Linked DNA regions of Mus musculus: region 1 is linked to region 2. Evidence: chromatin contacts called from public Hi-C data. All regions are on one chromosome and are shown on one strand. Each heading gives the region's core, a stretch centred on a gene start, on an enhancer-like site or on the middle of the called end of the contact. The rest is flanking DNA. Distances are from core to core; before and after follow the strand shown.

Region 1 (7,051 bases), core at 3,592-6,091, 500 kb after region 2:
TTGTACAAATGGGCAGCAATAATTGGACTTTGTGGGAAGGCACATGTAGAGAGCATATGGGAGGATTTAGAAAGGAAAACAGGCAGTAGCTATGACCATGTTTTGTTGTATTATACCTGTATGGAATTCTCAAGAATAAAGAAAAAATTAAAAGACAAGAAATATGCTTTAAAAATTGGTAAGATGGTCTTCTCGGGCTCTTTTAGCCAACAGTATCTCAAAAGTGGCATCGCATTTACTTAGAGCCAAGTCACCATAGCTCCAGTCAAATTAAGGGCAGGGCAAGGTATTATCTGTGGGCATGAATACAAAGAAGTAACATCATTGGAGACCACCTTTGAAGCCCATTACTACCAGGAGGTGCAGTCTGGAATCAGCTTTCCTGTTTCACAACAGGCTGTAGTTTCATCAGGAGCAGGCTGTGTTGGAGGTGCAAGCACAGTCAGACATGGAGAAGCTAGTTAGGCACAGTGCAGAGGACATAGCCAGAGGAAAACAAAGACATTCCACGTTGAAGGTGAGAGATGCTGCTCAAACACAGATCACCTGTAACCATTTAACTTACCATTGTTTCGACCATTTCCACTTCACCGGGAAGCTAAATAATGGGCCCCCACGGTTACAAAGAGAAACCATTAGATTCCAGCAGACAGCAGGTGATAACCCTGAGTTGGTATCAGTTCATCAATCTTCGAGGTACACTTTCCAAATTGTTCTTTCTATTCCCTTTTCTTTGGTAATTCTCCAGTTCCTTGAAAGCCAAGATCTTATCCAGTTTCTTGAACAAGAGTGACAAACTGTGGATGAAACACAGTGAGCAGCTCTCGCCGAGGAGCTGAGAATGGATGCCTGAGTGGATATTTGAGTTGACTAGGCTGGTACCCACACGGTAGCATGGCTTCTTTCTCTTGACTAGCAGAGCCTAAATTTATCATTTTGAGCTTTAATAAAAAGTTGGCCAAGCCCTGCTTTAGAATTTTCCAAACTTCTATGCCTAGCACTGGAAAGGGAGCTAAAACAGACAAGACAAAGAAATGAAAGAGAAAGGATTACAGGCCCTTACCTGCACAGACTTCCACGTATACCAAAGCAGCTACCTGCCTCTCAAATCATAAAACACCCTAATGAGAACAAATGGAAAAGTTCTCTAGATTAATCCTTAAGAATCTCTTTACAAGGGGCTGGAGAGATGGCTTAGCAGTTAAGACCACTGACTGCTCTTCCTAGAAGTCCTGAGTTCAATTCCCAGCAACCACGTGGTGGCTCACAAGCATCTGTAGTGGGATCCAATCCTACTGGTGGGTCTGAAGAGAGTGACAGTGTACTCACATACACAATGAGGATGTTTTGCTGAAGCAGATGCTTGAGAGGGCACGTGATATTTGGGAAGAGTATTATTAAATCCACAGACAGTGAAAGAATGTTCTTGCATTGTTACACCTTGAAAGCACTTCACTGGTCTTTGCTGTTCTTCACTTCATAAAGGAAAATGCACCAAGAGCTTCAGGTATTCCGGCTGAGTCTTGCCACTTCTGCTGACATGTACTGGTGTGGCAGAGCCTTGTGGTTTCTGCTGGATCAAGCTGACATTTCATATTCAAGCTATAGCTTGGGACATAATAAATAGCTGTAATATGATATCTTATATTGAATCTGAAATATCAGATAACAGCTAAGCCGATCTGATCTTAATAATGATGATGATGATGATGATACTGTTCATTAATTATAATGAAATTACAACCAATACCACACAGACATAAGAGTTTAGTAATTGTGTGGGGGGGTGCAGATGAGTGCTGATGTCTGTGTAGTAATGAAGGAATTCTCCATTATCTGCCTAAATTTATATAAATCTAAAACTGTTCTAAAGATAAAGTCTAGGGGTTGAAGAGATGACTTAGCTGGTCTCTGGTAGAGGGTCTGATTTGGTTCCTAGAGCCCACCTAGGGGTTACTCGCAACCCCACCTCTTGGGAATCCAATGCTTCAGGGGTCCCTTGGCAATGAACTCACATGCACACACAGGGAGACACAGCTAAATATTAAAAACTAAATAAACTGTAGTGATTGAAAGGCCAAGTCTCATGACTTTTGAGGTCCAAGCTAAGAGGTCAGGCTCCTTCTGTGAGACAGGCTGCCTTGCCTTTGGCCATCGTTGGTGGCTATAGAAAAACACTGCAACCTTGGCAAGTACTACTTTGAAATAAATAGGAGAACCTGTCACATAAACCAGTCAGTAGCTTTTCTTATGACTTGGGCCAATTCTGTGTGTCCTTCCTGTGCCTCTGCATGGTTAACACAGCTCATGTGCGGGAGGAGGGGGTGGGAGATGTGATGGGGGTTTACCTCCTACGGAGTTTATGGGAGCCCAGGAACCCACACCATATACAACTTAATCCTCATGTTTATGTCTGGGACTATATTAAATGCCATCTGCCTAACCATTTGCCATGTTATAAATTAAGGCGACATCAACAATGCTATAACACCAAGGAGCTCTGCTGTCTTCCAGTTTGATATTAAATGGCTTTTGTTGCCAAACTCTCCTTACAAACATGAAAAGAACAGTTGTGAGCCTTCTGGAGGAGCAGATGGTCTCTGATGCAGGCTTTCTGAAAGTTACAGGGCTCACATCTTTGCCGTGCAGTCAGCTCTGTAGTTTGCTGTTGGAAAGTGTATGGGTTGGCCCTCACAATGTTGAATTCCCTATGTGAAGTTATGTGCGTTAAAGAACACCTAGGAATCTCAGAAGTAGAATGAGAATAATTTCTACATGATTCAAATGAGGAACACACAGCTTAGCTCCTTCCTTGATTCATGGAAAGGATATATTTCCTGTGACCTGGTGTATACATTCATACATACCCACATACATGACTCAAAGTATTCATTAAGCAAAGCAAACCCTTGCAACGGACTATATACACTTTGATGCGTTCCTCTCCAATAAATCTAGTCTATTGCCTTTTTTTATTTTACAACCAATTCTGTAAATTAATTTTAGTCTTATTAAAGACTTCCCACCTCCAGACTTAAAAAATAAATTCCCACACTGAAGTGGTTCATTTAAATGAAAAAAAATATGATTGGCATCTGAGCTCTGCAGTAAATGCTAGCTGGCATGATTGTTTTAGATGTTATCAACCATGGCAAAGTGACATGAAAAGTTAGAGGATTGAACACTGTCAATCTTTCTCCTCCTTTTCCCAGAATCCAATGGGATTCTATCTCTGAGGGGCATCCAGTAACAAAGACTGCGGCATTTCTCTCTCTGCAATGGCCACACCAACATACTGTACTTACCTTACGTGTGGGGACCCAAAAGGCTCTTCGCCCCCAGCCCCTTTCAACTCTGACAAGGTCTTTCTTCCTCTTCATTTCTCTGCTAGCTCTGAGTCCCCAGATGGTTGGTGTCCAGAGCAGGAACCTGCTCCTTAGCCAGAGGTTGTGAATTTGAAAAAAAGAAAGCAGGGATCTGGGGGCGGGGGTGGAGGGGTGGGGGATGGGGGATGGGGGAGAGAAGGGGTGGAGCAAGTTGGAGAGGGAAAGTGAAAAGGGTAATGATGTAATTATACTATAACCTCAAAAAAAAAAAAGAGAGATAAATAACAGCAACAAGCAACAAACTAGTTCCAGGTCACTTCCTCTTCCCCTCCAGCACTTCCTGGAATTTTCTCTGAAAGCTTCTCTTGCTGGTTCACATTCCAGTCTCCAGTTGGCTTATGGGAGAGCCCAGCTGGAACCTCCCACTTGCTCTGTCTGTCCCTGTAGAGCCTGCCTTAAGAAGTCATGGCTTTTGTCCCCTTTCCACTTCCTCTTGTGGTGGGAAACTTCCTAGCCTCCACAAGCCTGTGTGCCTAAGGCGTCAAGTCATGTGGTCACCTAGGCACCCATCTTATCTTTTTATTTTTTCCCTTTTTCGTCTCAACCAAATAAACAAAGTGTTGTGGTTCTAAACATGGAAGACATTTATTTGCCTGTCTTTCTTACAACATATCTAATATCCTGAAGGTCTAGCAGGCCACCCCCCTCTATCACTCACAGGAGCACCCACAACACTACATTTTCTTCAGACACAAACCATCTCTTGTATTGGGCTCGTGTCTGTGATAATGACGCAGGTGAATTTTATCATTCCTTTCACTCCAAGCGTAATGAACAAATTCACTGCGTATTACTTTGGACTTGATCTCTAGCAAAACACTACTGGAACAAACAATTTGATTTGTCAACACCTTTCCAAGGGCTCCTCAATCAATGTCACAAATCCAAATTTAAACAGCAAAGTACATTTGACTGCAAGACCCTGGACTGATTATAGCTCCGAGTTCAGAGAATTGCTCCAGACAGGGCAGCAATCAGATTATTAACTCCACTTGAAAATACTCTCTGCTGTCTGGCATTAGCATGCATATTTTGATATAGATCGATAAGCAATCTCCTCTCTATAAGAAATGCCTGCAACATTCATTTGGCTGATCAAAGGTAGATATCAGCTGCCTGTGACAGCTAGCTATTGTTACCCTGCTTTCTTTACAGAAGAGCTTCTATTAAAAAAAAAAATCCCTGGCTCTTTTTCAGCTAATAGTGAAAGCCGAGAGAGCGGCAGAATCCCATCTCCTCCCAGACACTGAAACACAATTAGTGCAAGGGAGATTTTGGTCTTCTCTGAGCTAACTTAGCCATTTCCCTTGCGTTCACTGACAAGAAAGAGCAAGCTTCTCTCCCTTCTTTGCCTATTTCCCTCCATCCTCACTTATTTTCCTTTAGAGTAAAGGGCTCCAGTCTGGGAAAGTCAGAAAGGTACCACCTACCCATGGCCATCTGGTGTTTCCCTAGTGAGGTCAAAGTTCAGAGGTTAAGACCTTAATCTTATTCTAAACTAGTTAGCTCAGGTTTGGATCCTGGGTGGTGGCCTAGAATTGACGGATGGCTTTGGAGGCTATTTATTTAACCCCTAACTTCTCTCTCTACCTGATTTTGTTATAAAATGTCCATTTTCTTTTTTCTTTTTTTCTTTTTTTTGAAAACCATTATTTATTCATACTTTCCATCTTTTAAAAATCCACTTCGAGGTCTTTTCTCCTCATCTAAACTTCGCCTGAGCAAATCAATATAAAAACCAAATTTTACTGACTAAATCCCTCTCTTCTGCCCAAAGGTCTCAAAAAACAAAACTCAAGATTGTTTCTGCCACTTTACAGATTAATGGCGCGGGCTGCACACTTATTTCAGCTTCCACTTACGAAACAGAAATCTCCCTGCAGCTATACATACGCACACGTTATGACAATACATCACTGGTTAAGTGCCTGGGCACACACCACCCAGAGCCACCCAGAGCCACCCACCCAGGCAGGCCACACTGCAATCCTTGAGCCCTGGGTTTAGGAGAACCATTTGAATTCTGCTCATCTATGTCTACTGGATTTGAATTTTAAAAACTCTCTGTATTGTGTTCTAATTCAAGGAAATGATTGTTTTAAAGATGAGTCTTGGGGCTGTCTCCCACACCATCTCATGTCAGAATCCTCTCATCTGCCCTTAGAACATGTCAGCATGGCTCTCTCAGGGTATGACGTCCATAGAAGCCGCAAAGGCAAGTTTTGATGTGCACACATGTGCACGTTCTTCCCAAGACCGTGCCTGCTCATTTCCTGCTGCCTAGGTGATGATGTAATCTTTGGAGTTATGTGATTTGTTTCAAAACCTTAATGATCTGAATTGACTATAAGTGGGGCTGTGGGGAGGGGAATACATACCCAGCTAGGGAAAATCCACACCAAGGTATGGCTTAAAATAAACATGCTTAGGGGTTGGAGAGTTGGCACTGGCTGCTCTTCCAGAGGTCCCGAGTTCAATTCTCAGCAACCACACGGTGACTTACAATCATCTGTAATGAGTTCTGAAGCCCTCTTCTGGTGTGCAGGTATACACGCAGATAGAATACTCATATACATAAAATAAATAAATTAATTTAAAAAAACAAAACATGTTTGGCATAGAGAGGGACTATCTGGGTGCCTGCTACCAAAGACTGTTCTAACTGGTAGAAAAGTATGCATCCATTTCTAATTTATAACGAAAAAAATGTATCCTTGAAATATTTCAGCCACCTTCCGTCTGGGCAAAGTTAAGCTCAGATCCTACCTAGTCACACGGATGCTCTGTGAGACGTGCAGTGCCTACGTTTAATGTCACCAACCCAAATCATCTCCACGGGGGGAGCTGTGTATTCCCATTTTACAGGTGAGGAATCTGGATTTCAAGGGATTCATTTAATATCCCAGTGGTTTTCATGAAGACTTTACTGACTTCCGAAGGCAGAGAGAAGAGAGAAAAGAGATATGCTTAAGCTGCCATTGCGTGCCTGATGGTGGAAGGACCGAGCTACTGTCTAAGAAAGGCCAGGCAGAGGACACTATGAAATGATGCTTGTCGTTGTTGTTAATCTGATTTGTTGTTTGTTTATTTTTGAAAACAATGAAATGCATTCTATCTAGTAATATAGGTGAATTATGCCCACAGGTCTCAGATTCTAACATGCTTATTGGAACTAAAGTACACTATATTTTTGAATGGATCCTAATTATGTTTAGGCAGAACACGTAGTTCCTGTAATTAAATTTGATGGAAATATATGTAAACACAATCCACCCTCAGGCATACTTCCACCTCTGACTGGAGTTGCTTTCTAGCTCAATCCCGGGTAGGTCATTTTTCTTTAAATCCTTCTGTGTCTTTTCTAGTAAATGAAGATAATAATAGGGTCCACTTTACAGGATTTCTGTGAAGTTTAAGTGGGAACACACACACAGACACATTCACCTGCAGCTCAGGTACTCAATATATACTATGCATTATAACAATAGCGACAATCACGAGTCTCCTTGATTTCTTCATCCACACTTAGAGCTGGGAATTAGAAAGCAGAGCAGCTTTTCATGTTAGTGTGGTTTTTCCAATGTTTTCTCATGAGAGCTGTTGGTTCCTCTCTACTTTGTTAAGAAGATGCAGACATTTAGCTGGAGGTCTTTATTTCCAGCAAT
Region 2 (6,784 bases), core at 235-2,734:
CATTTAAAACACTAAAAATGTCCCCATGGGTAAAAGTACAAAAATTAAAGCCATACTCACTTGCTTTTCCTAATAATTTGCCACATGAATCTTGCAGTGCACAGCATCAGGCTACACCAGGCTGGGAAGCCGCACACTGTGGTCCTCTGCTCTGTCTGGTTTACTTCCACACGGTAAGCAACTCCTTTCCTCTTCCTGTGACCATTCTGCTCATGAAAGATTCACATCCTCTGCTTCACTCTCAGCTGAGGTTCCAAAGTCAGAACTGGTTGCCTATACCTTGCTTCTGAGTCCAAGTCCTTCACCCACTCATCCCTGACCCGGGCGCTGTGCTAGGGCCTGGGAGATTCAGTGATGGAGAAGGCAGTAGAGTCAGTCCCTACTCTCAGGAAGAAGACTGTAAACCAATAGACAGATCCAATAAACATACACAAAGAGGCAAGGCAAGACAATTCCAGGGTAAGAGAACCAGAGAAGCAAAAACCAAAGAGGGGAAGACCGCCATTGGGAGTGAGCACAGCTTCATTAGGCTGGGGGTGGGGTGGCCATCCAAGGCACCTCTAGAAAGTAAGACCTGAGCTAGTACCAGAGAACAAGAAGAGTGGAAGAAATTTGGGAAAAAAAAACTGACAAATCCTGAAACTGCAACTTTGTAGCAATAGGGATGGGGTGGGCGTTGCCTGCTCTGGGACCCCTTTCCCAGTACTACGTTCCATCTCCCAGCCTTGATATGAGAGTTTGTGCCTGGTCTTATTGTATCTTATTACGAGATTATTGTATTTTACTGTATCTTATTATGTCTTATTTGGTTGATGTCCCTGGGAAGCCTGCTCTTTTCTAGGGGAGATCAAGGTGGGAGGGGAATGGGAGTGGAGGTGAGGGGGGACTGGGAAGAGTGAAGGGAGGGGAAACTACAGTAGAAACTATTGTATAAGAGAAGTCTAAGTTGAAGGAAGGAAGGAAGGAAGGAAGGAAGGAAGGAAGGAAGGAAGGGAGAAAGAAAGCAAGCAAGGAGAAAGAGAAGAAAGAGAATAGGTCTCATCTCTACCATCTCTCTGCTGTAAAAGGATGTTAAATCTGAGTACAAGGCACAGCACAGAAGCAGAGTGGACGACTCCGAGTCTACCCCACGATGGTCAAGCCCATTGACCCATAGACTTCCTCAGCTCTGTATCACTCTGTAACGTGGACCACAAACGCATGACTTGCTTTCTGATCTCAGAGAGGCAATGGCTCCTATGCTCCTTTTCTGTCTCTATCATAACTGAGAAGTTTTCTGTGGAAGGATCCGAGTTCAAGGTATGGCCTCTGATAGTGCACTCTCCTGTCTCTCTGGCTAGCCCTACTCCACGCTTTAGGTGCAAAATGCTCTATAGCAGCCACCCGAGAGAGTCATTAGTCATCATCTTGGCTGAAGCAGCAGCTCTTAGAAAAGCAGCTTGGAGCCTCAGAGGCCACTCCTCTGGGCAGTTTGCAGGACTGTAGGCAACAAAACTAACTTGGCTTGTGTCACTGATGTTTGCCCACACCCACAGACAGTGCCCAAGGCAGGGGGAGGGGCTGAATATTTGCCATTCCAGGTTTGAAAAGGTTTTCACGAACTCTTTTCCTGGGTGTGGCTATACTCCAGTGTCCTCTGCATCCTTCTAGACTCTTCTCTGCAGTCTTCTGGCTCACGCTGCGACCTCCATTGTGCTGTGAGCACCAGGGAGCAAACCCGATGCTTGCCAAATGGCAAGTTAGAAAGTGCTTAATAGTTTACTAATTGTCTCAGTCTGTTTGCTGTTGCTATAGCAGAATTTCTGAGACTAGGTTTTGGAGTTTTGGTGTTTTTTTTTTAATAAAGAAAAAGGGTTAACTTGAATAATGGCTCTACAGCCTTGGAAGGTGCTCACCTCTGCCTGGCTGTCAAGGGGACAGCCTTGTGGTAGAAAGGGAAAGAGAGGTCAGGAAGCAAGAGAATGCTAACGAAGGAAGCCAGCCTTCTTATTTTATTTTATTTTATTTTATTTTATTTTATTTTATTTTATTTTATTTTATTTTATTTTATTTTATTTTATTTTATTTTATTTTATTTTTTGGTTTTCCGAGACAGGGTTTCTCTGTGCAGCCCTGACTGTCCTGGAACTCACTATGTAGACCAGGCTGGCCTTGAACTCAGAAATCTGCCTGCCTCTGCCTCCTGAGTGCTGGGATTAAAGGCGTGCGCCACCACGCCCGGCTCTTATTTTATTTTTTAAATGATACCCACCTTTGTGTAGCTAGCCCATTCTGGAGGGAACTGAATCCATCCTCTCTCTAGGACAAATTCCCCAAAACTCAAACACCTCTTAAAGGTTTTAGAACTGTCTTCCCCCAACTCTTCAGGCCTCATAACACCTTTATGGGGACTAAGGTCATGATGAGATTTTGAAGGGAACAAACTACTATCAAACTACAGCTCTAGCCTTTTACCATTTGATGAAGGCAGACAAAGGCGAGAGATAAGGACTGAGGAACTGTGGGAGTTAGGAGTGGGAAGGGGATTCTGGGTACAGCTTGTTCCCTGCAGGGCTCAGCGTGTGGGTCTCTGATACAGGATTTACCTATCATGTGAAGGGCCCTGAGCCTGAGCCCTACACTGAAGAACATATTTCTTTCTGGATTACTTAATCCCCTTCTGCGGGAAGCTAGCCTGTTTAAGTTTCTGTTGTGACTGGGCCCAAAGCCAACCTTCTCCGGACAGAGATGATAGGAGTTTCTTGCCAGAGGAGAAACACAGAGTCTGCAATAGTGGGCATCCCATTGAAAAGACCAGGCTTGTGGAGAGAAATCTCTGATTTATTCGTTTTTACTAGCAAACTCTATTTGTCTATAGTGGCGACTTACTTTCGAACATTTTGATACATGACGGACACAGTGGACTTGGATCATATTCATGGTCTGTTGCCCTCTCTGGTTCCTCTCTCTCCTCACATTAGTCCCTTTATACTTTCATGTCTTTAGGATATACCTACGTTACACATTTGAGACCGATCATATAGTGTTTGATGAAGTCTGGCTTATTTGGTCTAATATGAACATTTCCATTTCCATACATTTGCCTTCAAATGGCATAATTTCATCCTTCTTTATGGTTAAATAATATTCTATTGTATATATTTACCACAATTTATTTATCTGTTCTCCCAGGCTGAAAGATCCTGAATATAATTATTTTTAAAAATACATTATTCTGCGAGGAAGGGCCTGTGTGTGTCATGGTGAGGTCAAAGGACAACTTTGTGAAGTCTGCTCTCTCCTCCCATTGTTATGTGATGGGTTCTAGGGCATGAACTCAGGTGGCCAGGCTCATACACCAAATGTCTTTACCCACTGAGCCATGTCCCCAGCCTGAATCCTGAATACAAAGAGGTTCTCTGCCACTTACGCAGACACTCCGAGACAGAGATTGGAACAGTGCCAGTTCCCCTGCCTCAGTTTCTTCATCTGCTGTGAAGGATGGCATCTTTGTGTACTCCATCCTCTCTAGCAGTGTTAGAAAGCAAATCCTTGGGAGCCCAGGATAGTCACCATGGAAGGTCCAGACTCAGGAGCTCTGCTCCTTTTTGAGCACCTCCAGGGAGGACTTCCTTTTGCAGGAAGCCAAGGTCCTGTCTGATTCCTCCCTAGGGGGCTTCACGCCACGAATGGTCTTTGTTGATGTGTCAGGCAAGCTAATTTGGACAGCTTGGGCAGGAACTGTAGGAGTCCCGTAGGAGTGAGTAGCACTTAGCTCCCTCAGCCACGGTTGTTGAGGTGTGAGAAGGAGACAACACTCAACTGGTTGGAAAAAAAAACCTGGAAACTAGAACTTTGGAATAAGACCTTCAAGTTTTAAGTGCTGGCAAGACTTTCACATTTGTTAGCCAGGCTACTTGAGCCAAGCGAAACACTCAGTAGAAGGAGTGGCTGGAGTCTCCAGGCTGTGGCTGCCTCCCCAGGCACTTTCGGAACTCTGAACACATTGCTTGTTCAGATGGCAGAATCTCTTGGAAGACCCCCAATTCTCCTCCCTCTTGGGTTTTGCTCTCTCAGGTCCTCCTATGGCAGTGGTTCTCAACCTTCCTAATGCTGCAGCCCTTTAATGCAGTTCCTCATGCTGTGGTGACCCCCAACCATACAATTATTTTCATTGCTACTTCATAATTATAATTTTGCTGCTATTGTAGCATAAATAAATATATGATATGCAAATGACCTTGGGTGACACTTGTGAAAGGGTCATTTGAACCCCCAAAGGAGTTGTGACACCCACTTTGAACAACCACTGTACTAGAGTTTCACCTGAGCTACTGTGAAGACAGCTAGTAGTTGTGTCTGAAACCCTATTTAGAAATAGGATTTTTACAGATGTTATCAAGTTAAGATGCTGTCTAGACACTTCAATATGGCAGTTGTCCTCATAAGGGAAGCAGTCAGGCACAAGGAGAGGAGACAGTATGACTATATTCAAAGGTTTGTAAGGTGAAGATTACAGTAGAAGAAGGGGCAGTAGAAGAAGAAGGCCAGGTCTACAAGCCCAGAGGGGTCAAGACTTTCTGACAACAGAAGAAGTTGAGGCAGGCACAGAAAAGTACCCCCCCCCCCCCCGACCCCTCCGGAGGGTGTAGCTCTGCTTATGTGATTTCAGACTTTGAATTTCCAAGCTCCCAAGATAGCCCTTCTGCTGTTTCATCTACTACCAGGCTCAGGTGGGCAAGCTTGCCATCTCTGAAACACCCTGACGATGCTTTACTGAGATGAGGTCCTCCGAGATCAGGTCATGTCTCTAGAATGGGCTGCTAGAGGATACCTGTCACATCTGCTCTGGCAATGGCTGCCATCTTGCCCACTGTGGTCACACAGTCTTGAACTTGTAGCTCTTGGAATCACACACTAAATGAGTTTGATAATAGTGCTCCAACCCCACCACTTCCCAGTCTTTTGGCTGAGATCAAATGTCAGTGTACTGTGAGGGCTCGCCCCGTATCCTCACCCGCAAACACGGTATCGGTTTAGGGTATTCTGCTGGAGCAAGAGAAAACAGATCGGGATAGTTGTCTATCCTGCTGACCTCTTCAGGCCTGTCATATCCCCATAGTGCATCCTGGACAAGAGACCCAGTCACACTCCCAAGACTCCCCAAATGTCCTCAACTTGAGTGACTCCTCTAAGCACATCCTTTATTTCCAAGGAAGGTTCAATTTGAGAATGTGGGGATTGGGGTGATTGTTTTTACACAGAGCGGAGATAGCAGCGGCCCATGCCTGCCAATGTCCCCCCTTCTGGTGACAGCAACTTGTGATGACCAGAGGCTCACAGACTGAAAACACACAGAAAAAGAGGAGTGTGCACGTGCGTAAAAACCCCACACGTTTCTAGCTAGCTGAAGCATCATTTCCTGTGGAATTTATCTCCAGGTCTTAGTAAGGTTTTTTGAGAGTAGGTAATAGTTCTCACGTGTGAAAATCACCCCTGTACTCTGATGGAAGAGGCCAGAGTTAGGGGAAGAGCAGGTCTGTTTGAGTAGCCCTGGCTGGCCTGGAACCCGGGATCCTGCTGCCTTAGCTTCCAGCCTTCTGAGATTTCAAGTTTCCACCCCCACCCTTACCTGAATCTCTCCTCTTCCTGTCTCCAACATGAGTCATGTTCAGAGATGAAGTTTCTTTCCCAGACAGGTATTTAGAGAACAGATTCCTTCCCTGTGGGTCTGAGAGGCTCCCTCTGTAAGCATTCCCTGGATACTTATGGGCAAGTTGGAAAAGTGATCCTCAGAGGAGGAGTCACAACTCTGAGCCTCAGGTCTGGTCAAGGAGGGACAGGTAGCAGGTTGCTAAGGAAGCAGTGATGGGGGAAGAACATCTCAGTCACTAAGAACGCAACAGGTGGGCTCTGGAGTAAGGCACTCTGGGTTCATATTCTTGTTGCTTAGTGAATATGTGTCCTAAGGCGTTTAACATAACTTCTTTTTGCCTTATTCTCTGTACCCCCACCCCCAAATGGACTCTCCCGCTATACCTCATCTTGTGGGTATTGCAGGGGTTAAAAAGGTTAATTCAAATAAAGCATCTACAGCGGTGGGGGTGGGCGACACTGTGTTACTAAACACATCCTATGGAGCCAAGGTGACTTATTGTCAACGATGCTGAGAAATCACTTCCAAAACCAACGGCATCAAGCAGTCACCATTACTGCCAAAGGCTGTGGATAGGCTGTTGTCTCTCTCAGGTGTCTGTGGCTGGGGAGGCTTGGCTGTTCCAGGGTGGGCTTGGCTAGGGAAGTCTCTCCCCCAAGGAACTTTTTCCTTCTTTCTGAGGCCAGCTGGCATAGTGACAGCCAAGGCACAAGATCATATATAGAAACATGTAGTGTCCTAAGGCCCAGGCTTGGAACCAGCACACCACAACATCTACCTTCTCTCCTGGCCGAAGTGAGTTCTTTGATGAAACCTGGAGACTGTGTGGGCAAGCAGTGTGGTAAAGGGAAGGGTGGCAGAGAGGAAGGAAGGATATGCTGACTACCATGGTAACCCCTTTATGAAGGGGGATCCAGGATGAGATTCTATATTCAGACCCTGAGTCTTCGAGCTAACCTTGGTGTCCCACTTCTGTTCCCAGATTGGAAGGGTTAAATCTATGGAAAATAAAAAATCCAGGCTCTGGACAAACTCCTATCCAGTCAGACAAGTTTCTACTTAGTTCTGGAGATGAAGCAAGTGGACAGATGTGGTGCATGCCTGAGAACCTAGCTAGCATCCAGGAGGCCAATGCACAAATATTAGTTT

Evidence for each region. A called contact is a pair of places that touch in the nucleus more often than the background predicts.
Region 1: a contact with region 2 is called in a Hi-C map of liver, with 3 times the contacts expected there. The contact joins two enhancer-like sites. A contact is called at or near these places in 1 of 484 Hi-C or Micro-C datasets (liver), 8 of 115 datasets of contacts at active chromatin or transcription factors (embryonic basal ganglia, embryonic forebrain, embryonic midbrain and 4 more) and 1 of 9 other capture datasets (embryonic tail).

The regions. Positions count from the first base shown.
Region 1 is chr8:89,511,955-89,519,005 of GRCm38.p6, forward strand. No RefSeq gene overlaps it. Among named protein-coding and RNA genes, the nearest start is that of Gm26331, 74 kb to the right of the region's middle. Within about 2 kb of position 4,842, at least 6 of the 459 cell types and tissues checked have an H3K27ac peak or open chromatin away from gene starts, as enhancers often do. A contact at or near this core is called in liver, where this site is marked.
Region 2 is chr8:89,014,192-89,020,975 of GRCm38.p6, forward strand. No RefSeq gene overlaps it. Among named protein-coding and RNA genes, the nearest start is that of Mir8110, 7.2 kb to the right of the region's middle. RefSeq lists a cis regulatory region at 1-4,636. Within about 2 kb of position 1,485, at least 39 of the 459 cell types and tissues checked have an H3K27ac peak or open chromatin away from gene starts, as enhancers often do. A contact at or near this core is called in liver, where this site is marked.